Linked DNA regions of Mus musculus: regions 1 and 3 are each linked to region 2. The links are chromatin contacts, called in public HiChIP or PLAC-seq and promoter capture Hi-C maps. All regions are on one chromosome and are shown on one strand. The core of a region is the stretch at or near the end of the contact, and the rest is flanking DNA. Distances in the headings are between cores, read along the strand shown.

The links. Promoter capture Hi-C pulls out the DNA fragments that hold promoters and counts their contacts. HiChIP or PLAC-seq counts read pairs in DNA pulled down with a chosen protein or histone mark.
Region 1: a contact with region 2 is called in an H3K27ac HiChIP or PLAC-seq map of embryonic stem cells, with 4 times the contacts expected there. The contact joins the enhancer-like site here to the promoter of Fbp2 in region 2. A contact is called at or near these places in 5 of 39 promoter capture datasets (the 3T3-L1 cell line, the C10 cell line, hippocampal neurons and 1 more), 5 of 115 datasets of contacts at active chromatin or transcription factors (embryonic stem cells, large pre-B cells and stem cell-derived neural progenitor cells) and 1 of 9 other capture datasets (adipose tissue).
Region 3: a promoter capture Hi-C map of the HPC-7 cell line shows a contact between it and region 2. The contact joins the enhancer-like site here to the promoter of Fbp2 in region 2. A contact is called at or near these places in 3 of 39 promoter capture datasets (the HPC-7 cell line, cranial neural crest and neutrophils), 1 of 115 datasets of contacts at active chromatin or transcription factors (fibro-adipogenic progenitors) and 2 of 9 other capture datasets (adipose tissue and liver).

What each region holds. Positions count from the first base shown.
Region 1 is chr13:62,261,856-62,266,085 of GRCm38.p6, forward strand. No RefSeq gene overlaps it. Among named protein-coding and RNA genes, the nearest start is that of Gm19792, 88 kb to the right of the region's middle. Within about 2 kb of position 1,951, at least 11 of the 459 cell types and tissues checked have an H3K27ac peak or open chromatin away from gene starts, as enhancers often do. A contact at or near this core is called in embryonic stem cells, where this site is marked.
Region 2 is chr13:62,855,259-62,859,909 of GRCm38.p6, forward strand. Fbp2 (fructose bisphosphatase 2) reads right to left here and starts at 3,142. Exons shown (of 7, transcript NM_007994.4): 1 at 2,870-3,142. The coding sequence starts at 3,039.
Region 3 is chr13:63,408,319-63,412,927 of GRCm38.p6, forward strand. All of the region lies in intron 1 of Fancc (Fanconi anemia, complementation group C), which reads right to left. Among named protein-coding and RNA genes, the nearest start is that of Fancc, 21 kb to the right of the region's middle. Within about 2 kb of position 3,128, at least 78 of the 459 cell types and tissues checked have an H3K27ac peak or open chromatin away from gene starts, as enhancers often do. A contact at or near this core is called in the HPC-7 cell line, where this site is marked.

The sequences.
Region 1 (4,230 bases), core at 701-3,200, 590 kb before region 2:
ACAGTCCCTGCTCCATCCCCAATCCATGCATTTTTCTAGGCAGGATAAATTTTAGGTGGAAAGTCTTGTGGGTGGGTTGGTTTCTTTATCTCTCTAGGAGATAAAGGAGGCAGTCTTCCAAGGCTTCAAATCTACAATGCTATGAGTCACAGCAAGGACATCCCCATTGATTCACAGGTGCCTCCCCTATCTCAGGTCTCCCTCTCTTCCTAGTGATGCCCCTAGTTGATTGCAGATTTGCATTCATTCTCCTGGTCATCTGGCCATACCCTCTGCCCCTCTTCACTCCTGACCCTGAACTGCTCCCCCCTCCCCCCTCCAAGTCCCTCCCTATTCTCTCTCCCACCTTTATTTTTCTAGTGATCTATGGATGATTTGTGCACCTAAAGCCCTATTGCTTGTTAAAGAGTGGAACTCTCCTGTAAATGGTAGAAGGAGCTGCAGGCAAGGATGATATCCGTATTTGGCCATCTAACACAACAGGATCAGTCCTGGTACCATATACACACAACCCTTATAAATGCACTCAACAAGTTTTATTCATATATTTGAGCAGTCATATTCGCACATATGTATAAAGGAAGAAAGAAGTGGAGAAATATTTGGGATAAAGAAATGACAAGGAATTGGGTAAATTGTTGCAGGATATTAGATTATGTTTCATAGAAAACCTAATTGGTAGCCACAGCTTCTGGTTGCAGCCTACATATTAAAAGGGCATTGAACATGGTTGGTTTTCTCTTTTTCTGCTTGTCCAACTCTGGCTAGCAAAATCATTTTTTTCTGGCATAAGAGGCTCCTTCTTGCCAGGCAGTGGTAGCACACACCTTTAATCCCAGCAATTGGGAGGCAGAGGCAGGCAGATTTCTGAATTCAAGGCCAGCCTGGTCTACAGAGTGAGTTCCAGGACAGCCAGGGCTTTACAGAGAAACCCTGTCTCGAAAAACCAAAACAAAACCAAAAAAAAAAGGCTCCTTCTTTGAAATTCTGATATATATTGAAGACCAGCTGAGACATCCAGGCACAAGGACTGAACCACTACTGGATTCTTCAAGTTTGCATTGGTAGATAACCATTGTTTGTTCAGTTGAACCACATCCTGTGAGCTATTTTTATATATCCATCTTCTGCATACACAGAGATCCATGCCATCAGTTCTGTTCATATAGAGACTTTTAACTAGTACAGCTGAGTTTCTTCACACTGAGCAAGATGTGCTGGCTAATAATATTGCTCTAGAGTGATTTTCATGTTTCCTGCTATTCTCCCATGGTGGTTTAGAGTCTCATAGGTAGCAGGTAAAGAGTAGTTGCAGTTTTCCTGATACCAGTATGAAGTCACTAAACCAAATATGTTCTGTTTCTAAAATCTCTCTTTAATTGTTAGAACAGTTCTGCCTGTGGATTTGATAGTTCACTCAGATGCAAGTTGAATAATAGACTGTGCAAGTTATCCACCTTGATTCCAGGAGGAAGAAGAGGAAATGCCTGCTGAGTGCTAGAAAACAGAAAGATAGGCTATGGGAGGACAAGCACAAGTGCTACTGAAACGCAAATCTTTTTAGATCTGGAAAGGGTCAGCTCCTGGTGGAATCCTGGGCCCTAAAACTCTATGGTGTGTGCCATCAGCACACTCTAACCCCAAGGAAGGTGCTCATGTCATTCAAAAGTCACTGGCCAATCAGAGCCTCTAGGCAGGTCCTCTGAACAGGAGAAGAGGAGGGTTCTTCCGGGTGCTTTGTGCCATGCTGCAGGTTCAGCTCCATTGCTGAGTATGCAGGAATTGTTGGTTTGATATACTCTGATCTCTGTTGCTTCACAAGCTCCCGAGTCACAACATGGTGAGCATATGATTGCTGCTTCTAACTTGATGGACCAGAGGGATTAACAGCGGGAGCTGTGGTGGTGGACCCTACCATGTGCTGGGTGGGAACCAGTGGCCAGATGCAGCCACTTCTGGGATTTCTTGTGGTCCCAGCCATTCGATTTACTCTGCGGTAGCATCTGAGTAACTTCGTTATGGGAGCTGCATCTGCACGAACCATTTGGTCTTGTGTGTAGAAATATCCTTGGTAGGTTGCCGAATTAGGAGAAGGCCACATTCTCTGGTTTGTTCTAGAAATTGTGACTTTGACATTTAACATTAAATGTAAGATCCATTTGGAGTTAATTTTGTGACGGTTGTAAACCCCATGTCATGTGCTGTGTAGCACTCCAATATTAAGCTGTGATGAGAAGAGTAGAATCAATGACGTAAGGGATTTTCAGTGCTTAGGAAACAGTAAGTCACACCACAAAGAATTTACCTGAGGGAGGATTGCCTCTAAAACACGTTACAGGTAAGCAGTATGCTAACCTGGTGTCTTAAAGATTGGGATGCTAAGATACACATGTTTGTTCACCAGGATTGTCCAGAAATGTGGCTCCAGATCAAAACAAAGGCGACAACCCTAGATTAACAACTAGCCACCAGGCCCTTCCCCAGATCAAAAACCAGGTCTCGCCGGGCAGTGGCGGCGCACGCCTTTAATCCCAGCATTTGGGAGGCAGAGGCAGGCGGATTTCTGAGTTCAAGACCAGCCTGGTCCAGGACAGCCAGGGCTACACAGAGAAGCCCTGTCTCGGAAAAAAAAAAAAAAAAAAAAAAAAGAAGAAGAAGAAGAAGAAGAAGAAGAAGAAGAAGAAGGAGCTATCAAGCTTGTAGGTTTCCCTAAGAACATGATGTATTGGTAAAAACACAGAGCTCCTTTTCTAAAACCAGGCATATGATTGGGAGTGCTGGTAATGGTCTGGGGCCAGGCTCTTTGGAAGGGAGTTTCTTCAGATTCCGAGAATCCAGCACTTCCTACCACACGGCACTTATTTTATCAGTTCTGAGAACACTGTAGGCATGGCCAGCAGTGTTGGTGAGATATCCTGTGTTTCCCTTCCCAGCACTGTTTGATTAGATTACTCCTTAGTCTGTCCCATTACATGGTAGTTTCTTAGTGAAAGTCTCCTGCTTTTTATTTCCCCCACCCCCACTCCCTGTCAGTAGTATGAATGCTGCTATTCTTTGGGGTTTTTTGGTTGGTTGGTTGGTTGGTTGGTTGGTTGGTTGATTGGTTGGTTGGTTTTTCGAGACAGGGTTTCTCTGTGTGGCACTGGCTGTCCTGGAACAAACTTTGTAGACCAGGCTGGCCTTGAATTTAGAAATCTGCCTGCCTCTGCCTCCGGAGTGCTGGGATTAAAGGCCTGCTCACCACCACAGCTGGGCAAATGCTGCTTTTCTTAAGCTTACTTAGCATAAGCCTTAGCTCCTGGCCACCTCACTGCAGGTTTTCTACTTTCCCTATCTTTGCGTTCTCTGAGACCTTCCACTTAGAACCCTTAATGCTGAATGACCTGCTGTTTCAGGACACTAGTATACTTAAGAAATAATTCTGGGATATCTTTGCTATGTAAATCTCCCATCTGCCTAAGTGCTAGATCAGCAGTAGTCTCCAGTCCATCTGTAAATTGTTGATAGCATAACCGGGGGTGAGAATCTAAAAGACACATAAGGATGACAGCGTATGTGGGATGCAAAATATTTTTTAGCCCAGCTTCTCTTTCAGCCTTAACCAGAGCTAGATGAATGCTATTTCTATAGAGGTGTTTTTTTTTTTTTTTCCCGAGACAGGGTTTCTCTGTGTAGTCCTAGCTGTCCTGGAACTCACTCTGTAGACCAGGTAGCCCTCGAACTCAGAAATCCACCTCCCTCTGCCTCCCAAGTGCTGGGATTAAAGGTGTACACCACCACTGCCTGGTAAGATTTTTTTTAATTAATATTTTAATTATGTGTTGAAAGATTTCTTGCCTGGAAAAGCATACTAATTCTAGAACAGCTGGATTTTCAGCCCATTACAAAAATGTTTGTGATACAAGCTATATTGCCTAAGAGGGCACTGATCCCAAAATCTTCCCAGGGCAATGATCTTATTTTCCTCTTGATTAAATTTTCTAAATTCTTTTTGTTGTTGTTGTTGTTGTTGATGTTGTTGTTGTTGTTTTTTTCGAGACTGGATTTCTCTGTGTATCCCTGGCTGTCCTGGAACTCACTCCATAGACCAGGCTGGCCTCGAACTCAGAAATCCGCCTGCCTCTGCCTCCCAAGTGCTGGGATTAAAGGCATGCGACACCATTGCCCGGCTTCTTTTGGAATTTTAATGGAGATTTCGTTGAATCTGTAGATTGCTTTTTCACTTGCTTT
Region 2 (4,651 bases), core at 1,892-4,391:
TTGTCACGTCTCCTTGGTCTTCCAAGGAAGTTGACCAGATCCAGTCTCACTAAAATGCAGACTCCTGCGTGGCACTGGCAGCTAGAGGGAACGGGAGAGCCCCTAAGGATAACTAAGGGTACCAAAGAGTGGATGGTCATAGCTTTTCGACACTGGAACATCAAGCTTCAACTTCAAACATCTCTACAGAGGCTTGTGTTTTAGAGCCATAATACACAATCTCCTCCTCACACCTCAAGCCTTCAGGGTGTCCCCGATAACCTCGGGCTCGTCTCACTCTGGGCTGCTTTAATTCTGTCAATCTGAAGCAAATTCGAGTCACCTAGGAAGAGGGAACCTCAATCGAGGAATGGCTTCAGGAGATTGGCCTGTGGAAACATCCGTTTTCTTTGTTACTGACTGATGTGAGAGGCCCACCCAACTGTGGATGGTGTCACCCCTGGGTGGGTGGTGCTGGGTAAGCCAGTAAACAGCGTTCTCCGTGCCTTCTGCTTCAGTTCCTGCCTCTGGGTCCCTGCCTTGAGTCCCTGCTCTGACCGTCCCCCCACCCCCCACGCCTCCCCCCTCCCGCGCGCCCCAGTGATGGACTGCTTTCCTCCTCCAAGTTGCTTTTAGTCCTGGTGTTTATCACAGCAATGGGGAAGCTAACTAACCCACACTCAGAGCCAGGTCCTGCTGAACTATGGAGAAGGGGTGGCAAAAAAAAAAAAAAAAAAAAAAAAAAAAAAGCCATTTGCCCTCTTCCCTTCCCTTTAATTCCATTTATTTGTTGAAGAAATCCTCAGGTGATGCGAACAGGTGTCTCTAGTTGAGAGCCGCGTATGGACGCTGACGTCCATAAAAGCACCCCTCCCCTTTCTCTAACTGACGGCGTCCCCTCCCACTTTACTCCCATCCAGAATTTGATGTATGGTATGATGAGCCTTGGGAAACAACCTCACGTCAAACGTCATGACCTCAAAGGCTGTTACCCCTTGGTTCAAAACGGCAGCGTGTAAGCAAACAAATAGAACAATTAAATTGGTTTGCTCTGCCTCAGGATCACAGTCTCCTATGTAAGCAGCTGTTGCTGGGGCATGAAGAGCTGAGCAAATGTGTACAGCCTGCCACCTACTGGCCATGTGCGTGAATGCTGCCCAACACATCTGTAAACCACGAGGTCCTGTCACGATGCCTAAAGGCTGGACACAGCTGCACTGGACAAGGCCAGGGTACCTGCAGCCCCTGTCTCCTCCCCACCCCCGTGGCTGCTCTCTGTGTGAGGAGGTTAGGGTTTCCCCACTATGAAGAGCAGTCCAGGGACCTAGGACTCTGTCTGACACCACTTCCAGGGCTGAGCCTGCCACCAAGTGGTCAATCACCACATAGGCCAGTCTGTAAGTTTTTCCTCGAATGGTCTCAGAACCATGGTAGCTAATAGTGGGGCATGTCTTGAGTATTTATCACTGTCAGAACCATAGCCCTAATGACTTACTAACCCTTGTAACAGCCCTTTGTGTTAAAACTATTAGTAGCTCCCAGATTTACAAACATGGAGGTCTTAGCGAGAATAAACCATATTCCACAGCTACAAGGTAAGAAAAACCAAGTTAAATAAAGCACTTAACTATCTAGACCTTCATGGCCCTTGGTCGGATGCTGAACCACTGAGAAGCAGACTGTGGCAGATACACAAGGAACGCTGCCAAGAGAGTTGCTGTGGAGCCGAGAGGCCTGCACGGAGGAGGGGTTAAAAGTGTGGGCAAAAGTCCTGAGTGGCCACAGGAAACCGCCCTAATTATAGCAGAGCGGGAACACAGGAGTAGCAAAGACGCTATCTAATGTTACTCGGGGATGATCTTCACACATGCAGGCAACGCCCATTCTGGAAGCATGTTCTTAAAGGCAGAGAGCGCTTGGCCGTTCTTGCCGAATGAAGTAATCACACAGTTAAGGGACAGCACGGGCCGGGGAAAGAGCCAATCAATCATCTTTAATTTGGGTCCTGTTATCTGTTCCTAAACACGTACATAGTAAGCTCTGTGGTGGTTTTATGATTGCAATTATGAAATTAATGCTGTCACAGTTTGGGAATAAAGGCACCACACGATCGAGAATAAACATTTTAAATAGGTGGACTTTGTTGGCTCTTCTTCGAGGGTCCCCCCCCCCCACACACACACACATGTATGTCCCTTCCTTCGACTTCAGAGGGGCCCTTCACTGGAATCAAAATGGAAGTCCAAAGGAAGTGATTTCTTTTCATCATGCCTTAAAACCGTACTCCTGGCTGTGGCCAAGAGCAACTCCAGCATGAACGTGGCCCTGTTTTGCAAAAGAGAACCAAGCAAAGGTGCTCTGCTGTGCCTGCCCCAGCCCAGCCTGTCCAGATTCCTGAACACCACGTGAAGATGGAGAAAACTGAGCCAGGTTCTTTTCATGACAGTCAAGCCCCCTTAACCTGTGTTCTGGTGATTTCTACCCCACAATACTGACAGAGGTCATGACAACTGAACACACCTGTACGGGGTAAAAAAAAAAAAAAAAAAAAAAGGCATCAAAACACATTTTAAAGTCCCATTAAGACTTTGCAAATATAAGTAATGAGAATTCAATATAGGTTTTGAGGCAACAAGCTATAGTGTTACCATTATAATCCCAAGTAACCGGTAGTCACACTTTTCTCTGCAGTTTGTTGCTAAGCAGTTTTTCCCTTTCCTTGCAAAACATGCCAAAGGCTGCTTTATCAAAGCAGGCTTAAAGAATTTAAATGCAGTGTCCTTACGGCACAAAGAGCAAATTAGCTTTGGACCCCGTTTCTAGCACAAGCACCGGTCTGTGGCTTCCACACCCTGGCTTGGGTTGCCTGCGCATGCTCTCCAGGACTTACAGGTTGGCCAGGCCGGCCTTGCGCACTGCGGAAGAGATGGCTTTGATGGCAGTCAGCATCGAGTTGAGCAGCTGGGTGAGTTCTCCGGTCCCTTTGGCCTGTCGCCCCTTTTCCATAACGTAACGGGTCAGGGTCAGCATGTCTGTCTCAAAGGGGCTTCTGTCCGTCATTGTGCAAATGAGATCCCAAAGCCTCCCTTTGCTCCTTGTAGAAATCCTTGCTCTCTCAAGGCAGCAGCCTCACAGCCTACTCGTTGAAGACACACCTGCACTTGACTGTGCCAAAGTCCGAGGGAAATGAACCCCACCCCACGTGACTCAGATAGCCGGACAAGCCCTCAAGGAAACTTCCCTGGCCTCCCTCCCTGACGGTGGCAGCTGCCACAGTGCAAGAAGCAGGCTGTAAATAGTACTGCGCTACAGGGAAGGGCTGGCCTCAATCTCTACACCCAGTTTTGTTTTGTTTGATCCTAAGAAGCCAGGATCAGCCACAGGTGAAAGAAGACTAGCTAATAAAATGACTCACAAATTCCTCCTATGGGAAGCAAGAGGGCTTTCTGCAGCTAGCCGCCACTGTGTGTCATTCTGCACGGTTGAGACTCTCAGATGGCATATTGGCAGATTCTTTATCTGGGGCATAGGTCACATAACAAACTAATGGCAATCCCAGGGTGACTGGAGCAAGAGTTCTTTCAGGCTTGCTTCTATTAAGCATGTGTAACTGGAGGGATGAGGAAGATAATATTACATTCCTAGCAGAGTGTCTAGTCTCAGGGTTGATTTGCCAGTTTCTCTGGATTTTTATTTTTATTTTAAAAACCCTTGATTTGAAAACATACATCAGGACCGCACTGGCTGCTCTTGCAGAGGACCTGGCTTTGGGTCCAAATACCAACTTTTACTCTAGTTCTGGGAAGCTCCAGTGCCCTCTCTGACCTCCAGGATACCAAGCATGTAAGTGGAGCATGTGTAGGAGACAGACACACGAAATGGTCTCATAAAAAGGTGACCCGTCCAGCAGGTCCAGTTATTCGAGGGTCTCGAGGGGACCTCCTCCTAAGAACCAAATGGGGGGTAGAGAGGGACGAGGGCCTTGTGCGAATAACGACACGGAGACCTTCTAGAATGCATCAAAGCCCCCAAATGTATTAGTCAGGCCTGAGGTTTAAATGCACAAGCAAAAGGGGAAGTGCCTTTCAGCAGGAAGGATGGGGCAATAGAATTGCACAAGGAAAAGGGGAAGTACAGATACTTATCAGCGGGAGGGATGGGGCAATACAAGCAAAAGGAGAAGTACTTATCAGTGGGGGAGGGGCAATAGAATTGCACATTCTTAGGCAGTTACACGTGGAAGCAGGAACTTGGCGGTATCAGGGTATCTTGAGGTCAGGACATCCGCGCTGACTTAGGGCTGGAACAATCTGTGGTTGTTCTCGGAGCGGTGTGCCGGTGGCCCGCTTTTGACCCTCTTTTCTTCTCGGGGGAAGAGGCCCAATTCAGAGATCAGGACAATAGTGTTATCTTAATAGCTCCCAACAAAAACGCTTAAAGAAATACTTTTTAAAGGTGACCTAGAATTAACTGCTTAGAGTTGGCCATGCTCTCTGTTACTGTGATATCCTAACTTTCTCTGATGGCAGACAGACCTGGCTCTGGGTCCCAAGCTGGCTACCCAATATGTGGATTAATTTGAGAGTAATGCTCAACATGTAAGACTGTGCTTTCCTCATAAATTCAGACAACAACTGGTGGAGTGGCTCTAAGTATTCAAAATCAGTCGGTG
Region 3 (4,609 bases), core at 1,878-4,377, 550 kb after region 2:
AATCTAACCCTCCTGTTATAAAAGTAGCACCTAAGAAGAGTCACCAACAGAACACTACAAAGCACAGTTCATGGACACTGAACAACAGTCGACACCTCGTCTGTAATCAGTGTCATTACAATGACCTTGTCAGAAATGCCACCACTACACTCCGTTAGTCAATATAAAATTAGACATGGAGGTGCACTACACCTCAGAGGCACACTGTTCTTCCTCCTCCGTGGCTGACAGTCACCCACTGATAGACTTAACCTGTAAAAACGAAAGGTTCTTTCCTATAAGATTGGTTACTTTGCTCCTGTGTTTGTGGTATTAATGTCATAACAGCATACTCTTCTACTCAGGAAATACTTATAAAATAAAAGAAATCGGGCTATAAACACTGCTCAGCAGTTGAGAGCACTGGCTGCTCTTCCAGAGGACCCAGGTCCAATTCTTACCACCTTCATGACAGCTCACAACTGTAACTCCAGTTCCAGGGGATTCAATACTTCACAGAGACATATATGCAGGCAAAACACCAATGCTCATAAAAAAATAAAAAAAAAAAAACAAAACAAAAAAAAAACAAAAAACAAAAAAAAAACAAAAAAAAAACCATAAGAAAAGAAAAAGAATAGAACAAAACAAAACTGTATTTCCTTCCCCCAAACACCAAGGTTTGATGGAAATAGGAGAAACTGTTTTGTTTTTTTTTTTCACCTGAGATAGCCCAACCAGAATTACAGGCCTGAAATTAAGAGGTAATTTCCAAACAACTTTCAACAGAGGCTGACTCTCCGGAATTGGAGGTGCCAACTTCAAATCAGGTGCACTGTGTGTATTCTCTTCAACCAGCTGTGAAGACTTAAAGAAACGTGATCTGGGTGGTAGCTCTAGGGCTTTCCTGCACTCTTCAGACAGGTCCCCAGTGTTTGGGGAATGAGCTTCTCCCTAGCCTGATTGCTTTTAGCCACAGCAAGGACCAGTGCACAAAGCAATAACAGAAGCCCTTCAGCAGCACTAGGAGGCTATTCTTCAACTCAAAGTCTGCCATCCTTACCCTTAGACTCAGGCACAAACACTATTTACACTCTCCATCAGCACACCAAAAGCCTACCCAACAACTCAAAACACAGCGACTCTCACCCTCCGCCTCACCCACCCCCACCACTCCCACACTACCCCCACCACTCCCCCACCCCTCACCCCTACCCTTGAATAAACAATGACAACCTACTACTGCCCAGGCAGTTTTGTCTTCATCTCTGTAGATGACACTGCAGGCTTCCAGTTAAGTCCATTAGAAAAAGTGCTGAAGAACACATTAGTATTTTGTCTTGAGTTTGGTTCTCAGTGGCTGTTATAAAACAATGACCAAAAGCAACTTTAGGAGGAAACAGTTTAGTTGGTTTACAGGATATAGCCACCATCAAAGGAACCCAAAGCAGGAGTTCGAAACAGAAACAACAAAATAGTGCTTAGGGGTTTGAACCTCGTGATTTGTTCAGCAGGACCACCTCCCTAGGGGTGGCACCACCAGAAGTAGGCTGGACCCTCCTACGTCAATCATTAATCAAGAAAATGGACCACAGACATGCCCAGAAGCCAACCTAATGGAGGCTCCCTCTTCCCAGAGAGAATAAGTTGACAACCAAGGTTGGCTCTAACATAATTAAAATATTAGACACTGGCCAGGCTTGACGGTGAACATCTTTGAGCCCAACACTCAGGAAGCAGAGAAGATGAAGGTGGATGTCTAAGTCTGGTCTACAGAGCCAGTTCCAGGATAGCCAGAACTACACAGAGAAACCCTGTTTTGAAAAGTCAAAAAAATAAGGAAGAAATTGTCTTCTTGCCTTTGTCACTGGTGACTTGACTCTGAGTTTACTTCTCCTCTCCATCTTTGCTTCGAACAGGAATTTATCACTCACCAACAAAACCAAGAAAAGATGCCTGCACATTTGTAGGAAGCCATTTTACACTAGGAACTCAAACACACTTCTAGTGAAAAGGCTCCTGCTCTCAGGCAACCTGTGGCCAGTGAGTAAGATCAAGGCCTGTATATCAACAAAGCTTACCTAAGCAGGGTTTCTCACTCTAAGAACAGCTGAGAGCCCCAAGGACAGGTTCAAGTTATTTTTTTTTTTAATCCTGTTAGGTATCACAAACATAAACTAGTAAAGTCCTATGCTTTTAATACTTGTAAAATTAAAAACTAAAAATCTGTAGAAATTTAAAAGTACAGTTTTTACCCATGTAAACACTTGAACAAAGTCCACATGGCAAATGTCTAAAATAAGTGAATTCAATGGACAAGAGTGATTTGACTCAGGTGATACCGTGGTCACTGACATTCACTTCTGACCAGCTTGACCCTGACTCTATGGGCAGTGTGGCATTGCCAGCCACTTCCCTCTTCAAAGCAACAACGGAATGGCAACCTCAAGGTGAGGTCAGACGCTATAAACACTTTCATCTCTGTTCTTTGGTAATGTATCCCAGCATTTCAAGCAGAGCTACTTGTGTGCCAACACAAGCAGCTAGAGGCAATGAAAGTCCAAGGCAGTACCTGGTTAGGCAATGGAGGTGTCTGGAGACTTTTTTATTTTAATTTTATCTTCAAAAGGGTAAAGAGTAAGTACAATCTTTCTAGACAACTTGAGCATGCTAATGAACCCCACCTACTTAATCGTCCTTATCTTCGGGGGCCTGCAAGCCTCAGAAGGAGTTCCTGTAACCGTGTGCTGAGGGCCACTGGACTCATACAGAAGCAGCTTTCTTGTGGTTACGTTTTAGTTCTGTATATAACCAAGTACCTAACTTTGTTTCCTTTACACTCTCAGCCCATGGCTTCCTGTTAAGACAGCACAAGAAATCCTCTTTGATGGGCTCTCTACTCCAAACACAGCGACCAGACGGGACACATCAAAGAGAAAACCCAAAATGTTGTGGTGAAACTAAAAATATATATAAACACTTCCTGAACTGGAACCAGGACAGAAACATAAAGATTCTACCTCGGGAGGAGTTTTGTGCCTCTATGCTTAGAAACCCAAACCAGGCAGAGAACTGCAGGCTAGGCAAGCTGAGAAGGGGACATCTGAACTGACATTTCCGAATGCAATGCCTTTTCACTCAACCCAGCCTGTTGGTGCTGTGCAGTTCGGATCAACCTGATCCAGGCCTCAGCCAGCTTCCTAGAGATGAACTGTCTTATGGCACTGCAGCACCACCTGCTGAAGAGCCAAAAAAAAAAAAAAGAAAAAGAAAAAAAGTCAATCCACAGCTGAAACTGGTTGTGGAGGGATGGCCTCCACATCATTCCAACCAGCTGCTTTCTCTTGTTTTTAAAACTGAAGCCAGTGCTTGCCCAAACTGCCTGAGAATAAACAGTAACCCCTCTTACTTCTCCCATTGCCTGTAATCACCACAGGAAGATGTGTCTGCTTCCCTCACCACAGCGCCAGCCATCTCAGGAAAGACTGTTAGACTCTATTCACATTTTCCATGGGGCTAAGGACACAGCTGAGGCAGCAGAACACAGCCAAATCAACCCTTTCCTCCCCAGCTTGCTTTTGGTCATGGTTTTACCATAGCAACAGTAACTGTAACTAAGACAAATTGGTACCTGGATCATGGGATATTGCTGTGACAAATCTGACTAGGTTGTTTATTGGAGGATTGTTTATTGGAATATTTATTGGAACATTAGGCTAGAAAAGCCAGTGAGTGTTCAAAGCTTAGTGAGCTATTCTGAGGGAACGTTAAAGATAAGATTATTCAGAGCAGGGGCTGGAGAGATGGCTCAGTGATTAAGAGCACTGACTGCTCTTCCAGAGGCCCTGAGTTCAATTCCCAGCAACCACATGGTGGCTTACAATCATCTGTGATGGGATCTGATGCCCTCTTCTGGTGTGTCTGAACAGAGCAACAGTGTACTCATATACATAAAATAAATAAATCTGGGGAAAAAAAAAGAATATTCAGAGCAATGCAGACAATGGAGTCCTGGGAAGCTCCAGAGGGAAGTTTAAAAGCCACCCAAAGACTCTTATCAGGGCTATTTGCTACTCTGAGCTGATAATCTGTGGTTCTGGTTGTCTGGGGCTAAAGAGTCAGCTGTGATTAACAAAGGACGAGAGCCACTAAAATTAAACCTTTGCTGGGACAGTTGATGCTGGTCAGCTGGAGCGAAGAAATCAGTGGTAGTTTTGTTGTTTGTTTGTTTGTTTTTAAGAGACATGGAAGGAAAATCTGCAAAGTGTTTCCCCAGAGTTGGCACACAGAAGCTGTGTTTCAGAAGTGCCCAAGACTTGGTAATGTGTAAGACCATCCAGTTGGTGCTAGTTTTGAAGGCATGAAAGGGTCATAGCAAGCAAGTGGGGCTTGGCACTCTGAGAAGCCAGGACAGGCCATTAGAAAAGGTACAGCCTTAGTAGCAGTTGAAGTCCTACGAAGGGATCGTGGAGACAAGATGAGGCTTGGCATGAGGAAGAGAGCCCTGAAGAAAATCACAGTCCAATTACAGCAGAGACCCCAGCATTTTGGAGACGCCAGTCCATGGGATGTCATGGTCATCTTGTATGGCCGCCAAGGACAGCAACAGCAGTGGAGTGGAGGCTGCCAA